Regions from separate parts of the Pan troglodytes genome. Here all the other regions are linked to region 3. Evidence: chromatin contacts called from public Hi-C and HiChIP or PLAC-seq data. All regions are on one chromosome and are shown on one strand. Each heading gives the region's core, a stretch centred on a gene start, on an enhancer-like site or on the middle of the called end of the contact. The rest is flanking DNA. Distances are from core to core; before and after follow the strand shown.

What was found. Hi-C and Micro-C count contacts between places; a contact is called where the count stands out from the background. HiChIP or PLAC-seq counts read pairs in DNA pulled down with a chosen protein or histone mark.
Region 1: a contact with region 3 is called in a Hi-C map of stem cell-derived neural progenitor cells, with 3 times the contacts expected there. The contact joins the enhancer-like site here to the promoter of SMARCC1 in region 3. A contact is called at or near these places in 1 of 7 Hi-C or Micro-C datasets (stem cell-derived neural progenitor cells) and 1 of 1 datasets of contacts at active chromatin or transcription factors (stem cell-derived excitatory neurons).
Region 2: a contact with region 3 is called in an H3K4me3 HiChIP or PLAC-seq map of stem cell-derived excitatory neurons, with 6 times the contacts expected there. The contact joins the promoter of ELP6 here to the promoter of SMARCC1 in region 3. A contact is called at or near these places in 1 of 7 Hi-C or Micro-C datasets (stem cell-derived neural progenitor cells) and 1 of 1 datasets of contacts at active chromatin or transcription factors (stem cell-derived excitatory neurons).

What each region holds. Positions count from the first base shown.
Region 1 is chr2:51,427,991-51,432,182 of NHGRI_mPanTro3-v2.0_pri, reverse strand. SCAP (SREBF chaperone) reads left to right here. Exons shown (of 22, transcript XR_010155184.1): 10 at 564-658; 11 at 2,065-2,163; 12 at 2,322-2,540; 13 at 3,389-3,765. Among named protein-coding and RNA genes, the nearest start is that of PTPN23, 41 kb to the right of the region's middle. Within about 2 kb of position 1,867, at least 12 of the 24 cell types and tissues checked have an H3K27ac peak or open chromatin away from gene starts, as enhancers often do. A contact at or near this core is called in stem cell-derived neural progenitor cells, where this site is marked.
Region 2 is chr2:51,524,558-51,528,797 of NHGRI_mPanTro3-v2.0_pri, reverse strand. It overlaps ELP6 (elongator acetyltransferase complex subunit 6), which reads left to right and starts at 2,867. Exons shown (of 7, transcript XM_063805680.1): 1 at 2,867-3,048. The coding sequence starts at 2,995.
Region 3 is chr2:51,791,462-51,795,548 of NHGRI_mPanTro3-v2.0_pri, reverse strand. SMARCC1 (SWI/SNF related, matrix associated, actin dependent regulator of chromatin subfamily c member 1) reads left to right here and starts at 2,293. Exons shown (of 28, transcript XM_001154676.8): 1 at 2,293-2,616. The coding sequence starts at 2,422. It overlaps LOC107970633 (a long non-coding RNA gene), which reads right to left and starts at 2,175. Exons shown (of 3, transcript XR_001713317.4): 1 at 2,056-2,175; 2 at 1,435-1,537.

The sequences.
Region 1 (4,192 bases), core at 618-3,117, 360 kb after region 3:
TGTGCTGGATATGGAGTTAGGAAGAGATGGGGCGAAATTGTCCTTACCCAGTAAGAGCACAGAGCCTTAGACATGCGACAGTGTGATAGCGTGGGATCAGGGCTCACCACAGGAAGGGGCTTGAGGAGGAACGCAGCCAGGTCCTCTACCCGCCGAGTGCTTCTGCCATGTGGTTGATGGGCACACTGTCATGCTGGCCCGTGCAGACCAGACAAGAACCACATGCGGAGGTTGGATGTGGTTGTTGTGGGTGGCACTTGGCTTTCCTTGTGGATTTTCTCATCTCCACACTCTGCTTCTTCCCTCTTTTGATGATTATAGCTCTCCTCTGCACCCTCCAGGCTGTGAACACCCGTTCCCCGTAGCAGCTGTGTGGTGGTGATGGCCCCTTAAAGTCTGGGCATTAGCAGGACCCTGAGGGTTGGGGTGCTTTGGTGGAATGGCTCCTTCAAAGGGCTGGGGGGCCTCGCCATGCCTCTGCCACTCCGAGGCCCATGAGGTTGTGTGAGTCATGTCGCAGAGTGGCCACGTGTTGCCCTGTGCCCTGTTGCTGCCCTCTGCAGGCCTAAGCAGCGAGAGCTGGTCCATCATGAAGAACATGGCCACGGAGCTGGGCATCATCCTCATCGGCTACTTCACCCTAGTGCCCGCCATCCAGGTAAGGCCCCAAGGCCTGCCACCTGGATGAGCATGGAAGCAACTGCTGTGCTCCCCAGCTGTGCAGCCATGGGCAGGGTGCTCCCCTCTTCAGCACAGGCATCCTTGCTTCTGAGGTGGGACCTCTTTGCCTGGCAAGCAGATCACTACAGCACACAGATGGCCCCTGGCATGCCTGGCACAGAAGTGCTCAGCAAACCCTGGCTGGGTTCCCAGATTGAGCACCTAGCCAGGCAGACTCTGCCCTTGACCCTGTCTTCCTACCCCTCCCTGCCTGCTTCCCCTTCAGCCAAGTGGCAGGAGGAGGCTGCAAGGGCATGGCAGGAGCTGGGGACTGGCTGTGCAGTTCATCACACCTGTTTCCCATTTTTGAGGGAGAAGCACCGTGGGGTTCCTAGACCCTTCCTCCGGTCTCCTCCCTTGGCCCTGGCCTGTGCCGCAGTCGCCAGACGCATGGCCTTGCCTGGCCTGACCAGTGGGAGGGCCACCACCCATTGCCCAGAGTGACCCTGCTCTTGGCAAAGTGCCCTCACTCAGCTGTGGGCTGTGAGCAGAGGTGGAGGTGGCCCTGCACTGAGCTGGAACCCCAGACTGATGCCAGCGATTCCAGAAGGAGTTGCAGGAAGGGGAGGATGCCATCTTTTCTCCCCCGTCTTTCCCCCAGGGCTGGCAGGCCAGCTGAGGGATGGGGGTGAGCAGAGAACAGATGGGCTGTGGGCTGCTTCTCCTGGAAAAACAGTAGTATCTGCAGGATAGGGTACAGTCTTGGGACATTAGAGCTGAGACAACCACTGTGCCACTATCTGCACTCCATGGTCTTACCCCAGATCGGAGTAGCACTGTGGTGATGTGCTAGAGGTCTCAACACCGACATCTCAGAAAATTTTGTCTGCTGACAGCTTGGGGAGCAGAGAGCTCACCCTTTTTCAGTTTTAGAGAATCCCTCTCTCTCTCTCTTCATTGTTCCGGGGCAGTTGCTGGCTGGGAACCTTTCTGAGAGCCCCTGAATCAGGCCTGGGCTCTAGCTGGGTTGGTGATGCATGAGCAGGGCGGGGGCTCAGTGGGGAAGGACTTTTTGGGGAGCAGGCTGGTGGGGCTTAGAGGTTTCCGGGTTGGATCAGACCTTCAGTCCTCTCTAGAGGGACCGGAAGATTCAGGGAAGGTACTTCCCCTTCCCTTTCAGCCCTTTCTGAAGAAAGTGTGAGGGTTTCTGCTGCCCCCTGGTGGAGACGGGGTGAGCTGCTGCTGGTATGTGAACTGAGGACCAACCAGCATCTCTCATCTCTGCTGTGCCCTGCCTGCTGCTGCCCTGCCGGTTATGAGGTGGCTGCAGTCCGGGCACTGCTCCTCTTGGGCTGGGACAGTGAGGTCACGGCACCCCCCCACCCCCATGTGCTCTGATTCCAGGAGTTCTGTCTCTTTGCCGTCGTGGGGCTGGTGTCTGACTTCTTCCTTCAGATGCTGTTTTTCACCACTGTCCTGTCCATTGACATTCGCCGGATGGAGGTAGGAGTGGGCTGAGCCCTGCCCTGCCCGCCTCCTCAGCCCTGGCTGTACTGAGGGAGTCCTGGGTGAGAAGGGTGTAGACCTTGGGCAGGACAGCGGTCCTGTGCGGGCAGCCTCTGGACGGTGGACTCAGGCCCTGACCACTGTGCCCCCAACAGCTAGCAGACCTGAACAAGCGACTGCCCCCTGAGGCCTGCCTGCCCTCAGCCAAGCCAGTGGGGCAGCCAACGCGCTACGAGCGGCAGCTGGCTGTGCGGCCGTCCACACCCCACACCATCACGTTGCAGCCGTCTTCCTTCCGAAACCTGCGGCTCCCCAAGAGGCTGCGTGTTGTCTACTTCCTGGCCCGCACCCGCCTGGCACAGCGCCTCATCATGGTACCTGCCACCCCTGCCCTGCCCTGCCCTCTTCTGGAGGGCCGGTGCTCCAGGCCCCTTGTGGTGCTGCACTTGGCCTTAGAGTGGCAAGGGGTATTCCTCAGGCCCTGGTGGCCCCTGGAAGCCTGGCTCTGGGGAGTTGCCCGTTGTGTCCTCCCTGCCCAGACCCTAGTGGCTTCTGAGGAGATAAGCCTGTGGGAGAAGCAGCTCCAGGGTTCTCAGGTACAGGAGCCATCCTCTCCCCAGAGTGGCCCAGGACAGGAGCCTGTTAGTTGAGTGCTCTGGGATGGACCCACTTGTGGCCACCACATTGCCCTGGGTCGGGTTCATCGGCCGCTGCATGGTGTGCAGACACTGGAAAGTGCTGGGCAAAATCATTCACCAGCCGGGCTGGGCTGGCCTTGGGGCAGCAGTGCCTCTTCCAGGGAGCTGAACTGAGATGGGAGGAAGGCTGAGGCCCCCTGGGACTCGGACCTCTGGGGGACTCTAAGCAGGTCAGGTAGCTGGCCCTCTGACCGTAGGAATGGTAGCAGCTTTCTGGCTCCAGCTGAGGTGGAGCTTAGGGGTGGGGACATTCTGTGTCAAACCTCAGGGTGCTTCAGTGTATTTCCAGGCCAAGAAACTCAGCCTCTAACTGTGGAAAGGCAAGCAGGCCCCTCCAGCAGCAAGTGTTGGCAGGTGTTAGCAGGAGGACTTGGAGAGGCAGGAGAAAAGGACGCAGTGGGGCCTGTGTCCTCTCTCCATCCCCAGGCCTGAGGTCCCTGTGCTGCTTCCTCTCAGCATGAGGGCTGAAGCTGCTGGGGGTTGGGGCCCATTCCTCCCACTGAGTACCCCCTGCCCCACTGCAGGCTGGCACCGTTGTCTGGATTGGCATCCTGGTATACACAGACCCAGCAGGGCTGCGCAACTACCTCGCTGCCCAGGTGACGGAACAGAGCCCACTGGGTGAGGGAGCCCTGGCTCCCATGCCCGTGCCTAGTGGCATGCTGCCCGCCAGCCACCCGGACCCTGCCTTCTCCATCTTCCCACCTGATGCCCCTAAGCTACCTGAGAACCAGACGTCGCCAGGCGAGTCACCTGAGCGTGGAGGTCCAGCAGAGGTTGTCCATGACAGCCCAGTCCCAGAGGTAACCTGGGGGCCTGAGGATGAGGAACTTTGGAGGAAATTGTCCTTTCGCCACTGGCCGACGCTCTTCAGCTATTACAACATCACACTGGCCAAGAGGTGAGCTGGGCCGTGCCAGGTGCCACCTCACTCGATGGTGTCAACTCACCATCCCCTTTCCCCAATGCAGGAGGCCCACAGGTTTGAATTATGCAAATAATTAAAACAGTTCATAAGGTTGTGAGGTGGGAACTGGTGGTTTAGGCAGCCATAACCCAAGAGAGGAGTCCCAGGTTGCTCTGAGGAGTCACTGGTGGCTGCCAGCCCTCACCAGAATGAGACCCACCCACCTGTGCCAGGAGTGGGGAGGGAGATACCCCACACGGCCACCAGGGCTGTTTGGGTGCTGGTATCTGGGACAGCAAGTTGGCTGCTAAGCTGGGCTGGGGAGGGACCTACCTCTGTCCCCAACCCCCATGCTGGGAGAGTCTGGCCGGTGGAGCTGAGGCCTGCCTGGGGAGGAGGGAGAGGACTGGCTGGCGAGCAC
Region 2 (4,240 bases), core at 1,618-4,117, 270 kb after region 3:
AGTGCCAGGATTACAGGCATGAGCCACCAGGCCCGGCCCAATGCCTGGCAGTCTTTTAGGCACTGAGGAAATAACAGCAAAGAAGACAGGCAAAAATCCCTGTCCTCTTGCCTTCTGGTACTAAAGTTCAAATAAGGAAAGTAAGAAACGTAAAATTAGTTCAGACTGTGAAAACCTGTCCTGCTATTTTCTCATCACAGATAATAGATGTGCAGGCTGGAGTGCAATGGCGCGATCTCAGCTCACTGCAACCTCCATCTCCCAGGTTCAAGGTCTCCCAGGTAGCTGGGATTAAACATGCTGCAGCTGTAGTCTCATAAATAACCCCTTTCTTTGAGAGACTACCGCTTTTTTTCTTTTTCTTTTCTTTCTTTTCTTTTCTTTTTTTTTTTAAGACAGAGTCTTGCTCTGTCGCACAGTCTGGAGTGTAGTGGTGTGATCTCGGCTCATTGCAGCCTCCACCTCCTGGCTTCAAGTAATTATCTTGCCTCAGCCTCCCATGTTAACATGAGCCACCTCACTCGGTGGCGACTACTGCTTTCTTAGCAAGAAACTTTGTTCTCTAAAATTAAAACTTTGCTGCTTGACATCATGTCTATTCCCTCCAGGCAATGACCACCAGGACTATACTTATTACTGAAAACACTAAGTTTATTACTCATTGCTATGAGGGAGAATGTACACCATGGGGGAACCATGGGGTGTCTCATTAAGAGAGTGTTAGAAAATAATTATAGGATTTGGGCTTGTTAAGTGATTTAGGGGAGGGTTTAAGGAAGTACAGCTTTGCTTGGAGATGGAGGCTGTCAGAAGATTGGGGTAATTCTATGATTAGGTACCCTGATATATCTTATTTACAGGGAGGCATCTTTGCAAAGCCAGTATGTGATAAACAACTGGTATCAGGCCAAAAAAAAAAAAAAGAACTTGTATCAGGCTAAAGAGATTGGTAAAGAAGTGGTACTCTTATTTGCTGGGAAATGAGATGTTTGGTTGTGGCTTGGACAATGTACATGTTTTGTGTTCAACATGATTATGGAGTGTTCTAGTTTTGTCTTGATCCGTCACAATCAGTCTGATGTTGGTGTTTTGTGAAACTGTTTATGCTCAACAGGAACACCAAGACCTAGCTGTGAGTGTCAGGCCAATTTTTTTTTTCTCTTTCTCACATTTCAATAAGCATGAAACATCTCATTCTTGGCTGAAGGATCTACATCCCTTTGACACAGAGAAGCAGCCTCGATTTCCATCCCAGGTGCAGAGCTTCAGCTAACGATTACATTCCACATCGATCTTAACCTTGCAGTTTCCACAGAAATGACCCTGGGTCCCCTTTGCAGTCCACGCCAGATTAGGACTCCACACACAGCTGTGCTGTGCTTTGAGCATATCAAACACCGGTTCACTTAAATTTCACCTGAATTTGACTCCCAAATCATATAACAATTATTTTAGTGACTGTCAATAAACTTGACTTTGGTGGAATTACAGGTTTGTCCACTGATCTGAGGCTGATTGGGCTAGAACAAAACTATATACGGTATAATAGATATAAATGTTATGGAAAAAAATAAAAGCAAGGAAAAAGAAGTGTTGGGAAAGGGACAGTTTGTGATTTAAGTAAGGTGCTCAGGGAAGGCCTCACGAATAAAGTGACATCTGAGCAGAGACCTGAAGGAAGTGGGGAATTTTAAAATCAGCTTAATATCTGGGAAAAGGGGCATTCCAGGAAGAGGGAAGAGTTAGTATAAAGGCTCTGAGGACAGGCATACAGGGCGTGTTGCAACCACACTTTTTTTTGACGAAGTCTCACACTGCTGCCCAGGCTAGAGTGCAATGGCGTGGTCTCGGCTTACTGCAACCTCTGCCTCCCGGGTTCAAGCGATTCTACTGGCTCAGCCTCCCGAGTGGCTGGGATTACAGGCGCCCCCCACCACGCCAGGCTAATTTTTTGTATTTTTAATAGAGAAGAGGGTTTCACTATATTGGCCAGGCTAGTCTCGAACTCCTGACCTCGTGATCCCTCCGTCTAGGCCTCCCAAAGTGCTGGCATTACAGGTGTGAGCCACCACGCCCAGCTGCAACCACACTTTCTTAGTGAGACCCACCCTGACAACCTCTTTAATTCTGAAACCTACCCCTGCCCCCATTGGTACTCCCTAATCCCACTTTGGTTTTCTCCACACAAGTTTTCAAGATATAATTCCGTGTCGGCCGGGCGTGGTGGCTCATGCCTGTAATCCCAGCACTTTGGGAGGCCGAGGCCGGCGGATCACGAGGTCGGGAGATCAAGACCATCCTGGCTAACACGGTGAAACCCCGTCTCTACTAAAAATACAAAAAATTAGCCGGGCGTGGTGGCGGGCGCCTGTAGTCCCAGCTACACTCGGGAGGCTGAGGCAGGAGAATGGCGTGAACCCAGGAGGCGGAGCCTGTAGTGAGCCGAGATCGCGCCACTGCACTCCAGCCTGGGCGACAGGGCAAGACTCCGTCTCAATTAAATAATAATAATAATAATAATAATAATAAATTCCCTGTCCTTTGTTTTTGTTCATCGATGTAGCCCAAGCTCCCAGGAGTGTGGGGCATACAGAAGGCGCTTGACAGCCACGTGTGGAGAAAAGGAGCCCGGGGCTGGGCAGAGAGCGAGGCCAAGGGAAGGAGAATACTTGGTCGCGTGGAGCCTTGGGGGCCCACTGGGAGGGCTCGGGCGCCACGCAGATCTGCGCGGAATGAGCCGCCAGAGGCCGCTGGCAGTCGCACAGAGAAGCCCATCGTTTCCTACCACCTGGGACTCGACGCACGTCTACGCGCGTGCGCAGCGGTCCCATCGAGGCACCCGCCTCATTGGCTGTGGCAGGCTCGCAAAAGTGGCATTGCGCATGCGCGCTTCCTTGCGCGAGCCGGGCTGTCGGGTGTGTTTTGCTCTCCAGCTTCCGTCGTCTCTGCAGCACTCCGGGTTCTCCTCCAGAGCGCTAGTCCCAGGAGCTCGGAATGTTCGTGGAACTTAATAACCTGCTTAACACCACCCCCGACAGGGCGGAGCAGGTAAGAGGTCCCGCTGGCCGGAAGGGGGCGGGACCTGGCAGGGCAGCGGAATACTGCATCCGGGAGGCGGTGCGCACGACCCCGGGGAATGGCGCGACGACCCGGCACGGGGTACCTGGGAGTTGTAGTCCGCAGAGGATCGACCCGGGGATTGGACTGGAGACTTGGGCCCGCCGAAAGTGGGCTTCTGGGCCATCTCGCATATTCTCAACGGCTGTGCGTGTCCTTAAAAGTCCCTGGGAAGCGGCCGGGCGCGGTGGCTCACCCCTGTAATCCCAGCAGTTTGGGAGGCCGAGACGGGTGCATCATCTAAGGTCAAGAGTTCGAGACAAGTCTGGCCAAGATGGTGAAACCCCCGTCTCTACGAAAAATACAAAAATTAGCCGAGCGTGGTGGCTCATGCCTGTAATCTCAGCTACTCGGGAGGCTGAGACAGGAGAATTGCTTGAACGCGGGAGGCGGAGGTTGCAGTGACCCGAGATCTCGCCACCGCACTCCAGCCTGGGCGACAGAGCGGGACTCCACCTCAAAAAAAAAAAAAAAAAAAAAAAAAAAGTACCTGGGAAGCATGGCCGACAGTGGGGTTGGGTTATATTCGCGGACGTGAACTGTGGCGCGCTGTGCGTGTTCACTGGGGTGGGGGGTCCCAGGCGCTCAGAGGAGACTGCAGAATAGGCCCGAGAGGAGAGGGGAGTTCGTTTCGCCGCCGTCTTCATGGGCGAGCTTCCTAACCGCCACCTCGCCCCGGAGCAATTGGCACATTGTATTGAACGCTGCTGTTCTTCTTACTCTTCCTCCTTGTGATCTCTAATAGAACTGTTAGAAGCAGGACAGAGCGAAATTGGCTTGGACCAAGTCCGTCTTGGGCACCCCAGGCTGACCTGTTCTCTCCACGCTCCTCACACTCCGGGGTACCTTGAAACCTTTCACATTTTAACGTAGGAGTAACCTCTTTCAGGAGTGTATCTTTTGGCTTATTTATTTATTTTTGATGGAGTCTCGCTCCCTCGCCTGGGCTGGAGTGCACTGGCGCGATCTCGGCTCCCTGCAACCTCACCTCCCGGGTTCAAGTGATTCTCCTTATTCAGCCTCCCAAGTAGCTGGGATTACAGGCGTGCGCTACCACACCGGGCTAATTACTCGGCTGATTTTTTTTTGTATTTTTTGTTAGAGACGGGGTTTCACCATGTTG
Region 3 (4,087 bases), core at 1,044-3,543:
ATGATCACACCACTGCACTCCAGCTTGGGTGACAAAGCAAGACTTTATCTCAAAAAACCCCCAAAAAGCAAAAAAACAAAATACCTCCATAGAAAATAGTGATTAATTACACAGGCAAAAAGAATAACTTCGCAGTAGAGAAACCTGGATGATACTCTGTCATCAATGTAACAGGAGAAATGAAATTATGCATCACCTGATAGAATGCAATGCAAAGAACACAAAGAAAAAACATCAGACCAACTTAAATTGAGGGTCATTCTACAAAATAAATGCCTTGTAATCTTCATAGGTATCAATGTTGTTAAGGTTTAAGGACTAAGGAACTGTTCCATATTGAAGGAGATGAAACTTTATTAAATGCAAAGTGTGATTTTGAACTGGAAACTTTTGCTATAAAGGACTTCATGGTGCAATAGGAAAAACCTGAACGGGGTCTGGGGATGGCATCAGTGTTAATTTCCTGGTATAAATGATTGTATTGTGATTATGTAAGAGAATATATAGACTATACTTGTTTGTAGAAAATACACATTAAACTTTTTGATAGTGATGGGTATTATGTCAGCAACTTACTCTTAGATGATTCAGGAAAAGTTCTTTGTATTATATTTGCAACTTTTCTGTTAAATCTGAGAAAGTTTCAAATTAAAAACTTTTTTTTTCAGACGAGTTTGGCTCTGTCGCCTAGGCTGGAGTGCAGTGGCGTGATCTCAGCTCACTGCAATCTCCACCTCCTCCTGGGTTCAAGCAATTCTCCTGCCTCAGCCTCCCGAGTAGCTGGGATTACAGGCATGCACCACCACACCTGGCCAATTTTTGTAGTTTTAGTAGAGACGGGGTTTCACCATGTTGGCCAGGGTGGTCTGGAACTCCTGACCTCGTGATCAGTCTGCCTTGGCCTCCCAAAGTGTTGGGATTACAGGCGTGAGCTATCTCACCTGGCCCTCCTGATCACATTCTATTAACTTTTTTTAAAATATATTTTACTGTCCGTGACACAGCCCTCAGGAGATCCTGAAAACATGTACACACCCTCATTTTTAAAAGATCTCAGAAACTTACCAGCAGTTAGTCACGTTCTCACAAGCAATTAGTTACTTGCTTCTCTGCGATCATATTGTATTATGTTCACAACTCCATTATGGCCAGTCATACTTTTTATGTTTCTGAAACAGGGTTTCGCTCTGTCGCCCAGGCTGAAGTGTAGTGAGTGGCGCGATTATAGCTCACTGCAGCCTCCATCTCCCCAGCTCAAGGGATCCTCCCACCTCAGCCCTCCAAGAGGCTAGGACCACAGGCTTGCAACACAACGCTGGCTGATTTTTGTATTTTTTGTAGAGACGGGGACGGGTGTGGTGGTCTAGAGCTCCTGGGCTCAATTGATCCTCCCGCCTCAGCCTCCCAAAGTGCTCCGCGCCCGGCCAATCATACCTTGTTAATAATTTAAAAATTTTCGGCTTCTATGTGGGCCATTCATTAACTCATCAAGTATTTACTGTACATCTGTTCCTTGTCTCAGGTGTTCAGGATACACCTGTGAACAAGTTAAGATTAGGTTCTCATGTAATTTATGTGGAAGGTAAATGAGAAACTAGAAACGCCGGGTCGTGGTGAGCGCTATGCAGAAAGCGTATGGGTGTGAACAGTTGTTCAAGATTGTTAAGATCTGACAACTACTTTCTGAAGTCCTTTGAAGCAGTGAATCTGAATGCGTCTCGTAAGTGCAAATCAGAAGGGAAGACCTGCTGAGGTCTCGGAAGAGCCAGTGCAAGGGCCCCTGGGGCAGGAATGAGCCGCTGTGGCTGGACCCCTGAGGGAGTGGAAGGTCTGTGAAGCCGAAAAGCCTAGGCGTGGGAGTCCCAGATGGCTGTTCACAAATGCCGCCGGGCCGCTGGGGGTGGAGGGTCTGAGGGAAAGCGGGGCCCGGCGCAGTCCCAGTCCGGGTGCAGGGCCCTCGGCCAGCACTCGATACCCTAGACAGGCTTTCCCTTCGGCACTTCTCGCACCAGGCCTTTTCCCTCCAGCGGAGGCAGGCTATGACACATAACCCACCTGCGGTTGTTGACCGCATAATGATTCGACGTCGGTAGCAAGGGAAGAGCAAGGCTCAAAAACCGGCGCTCATTAGGGCAGAATGCAGCCTACGGAGGATGGCGGAAGAGGCTGCTGAGGCCGCAGGACGTGCTATTCCAAGGCACGCCCGCACGAGTGCTGCGCATGCGCGTGCGCTGGCTCGCGTCAGATACAGTGCCAGTTCCCAGATGGGGCGGGGCCGGGCGTCCGCGCCGGAAGAGGGTTGGCTGGGCGGGGCCGGGAAGCGGCAGTGGCGGCTACGCGCGCGGGGGTGCGCGCGGGAACGACCGGGAAACACCGCGAGGGCCGGGGTGGGCCAGGCTGTGGGGACGACGGGCTGCGACGATGGCCGCAGCGGCAGGCGGCGGCGGGCCGGGGACAGCGGTAGGCGCCACGGGCTCGGGGATTGCGGCGGCAGCCGCAGGCCTAGCTGTTTATCGACGGAAGGATGGGGGCCCGGCCACCAAGTTTTGGGAGAGCCCGGAGACGGTGTCCCAGCTGGATTCGGTGCGGGTCTGGCTGGGCAAGCACTACAAGAAGGTGGGTTCGCGCGCCCGTGGGGGCCGGGAGACCACGCGACCGGGGCCGGAGGCGGCAGCTGGCCTCGCGGGCCTCTGGCCGCCCCTCCCCCCCCGCACGCCACGAGGGACAACAAAGGCAGGCGCCGGGCCCGCCACGCCCCCGCCGCCCGCTCTGGGCGCCCGCGATCCCGGGGCCTGACTGGGGTTCGGGGCTCTCTCCTCTGAGCCCACGCACCCCTGGTGAAAGCCCCTGCTCATTCTCGTGTGCCAGAGCAGGTCGAGCTCAGCCACTAAGCGAGTGTGACTCTCTTTTGTCAGCTGCCTTAGGTGTGTGAACAATGATCCCTAAAGACCGAGCAAGCGTGGTAAAAGCAGCTTCAAGTTTTGTTTAGAGCGTATTCAAAGTCTGGAGGGGGTTTGCTACCTGTTGTTTAATTGCTAAACGACTGGGATGATTGTATTCGTTAATTAATAACAGGCAATATGAATTCTAGGATGGATGAGAACTATTAACGACGGTTCTACCTCATTGTGCTTCTGGTTCTGTGTGGCGTGAGAGTTAATGTTCGCTTGTACGTAAAGTGTTCTAAAGGGAGGCCTTCCCCAAGAACCCAGTTTTTATTAGAGCACTTTTCTTGTGTCACCTTTATTTTCTTCGTAGTGTTTACCACATTTTGAAATTATTCATTTACTTATTTCTCCTACCTTTGGAACGGAAGTTCCGCCGAGTCAGTAGTTTTCAAAGTTTTGACTTAATCCCTTGTTTATAACAAATGTTTTTTTTTTTTTTCCAACTTCCCTTTTGTGTAAATATTCAGGAGGACTCCCTTAAAGGGTGTAATGAAGCAGGTAGCCGAAAAGGCTCCCCAGCCTCTGAAGTTTTCCTATCACCCTCTTTAGTTCTGTACTTTCTCCTATTGAGAATCGTAGCACTGAAGCAAGGGCTTTGTTCACTGCAGTGTATCCGGGAACGTGGCTGATACTTAGTGCCTTACCCTTAGTAGCTGCTTAGTAAATATTTGTTGAATGAATGAAAATATAAACTAGTTTAGGAACCTATTTTTTTGGCCTCTACAGCTCAGTGAAGCCTGTCAGTGTTTGGCAGTTATTAGGCATGGGCAGGGATCTTGGGTTCCTTTGGCATTACACGTGGTACATTCAGAAATGACCATTTCTGGCCGGGCGCGGCTTGGGAGGCCGGGCGGGTGGATCACCTGAGGTGAGGAGTTCGAGACTAGCCTGACCAACATGGTGAAACCCCGTCTTTCCAAAAAATACAAAATTAGTCGGGTGTGGCAGCACATGCCTGTAATCCCAGCTACTCGGGAGGCTGAGGCAGGAGAATCTCTTGAACCCAGGAGGCAGAAGCTGCAGTGAGCCGAGATTGCACCATTGCACTCCAGCCTGCATTGCACTCCAGCCTAGGTAATAAAGTAAGACTGTCTCCAAAAAAAAAAAAAAAAAAAAAAAAACCAAAGACCCAGAAATGA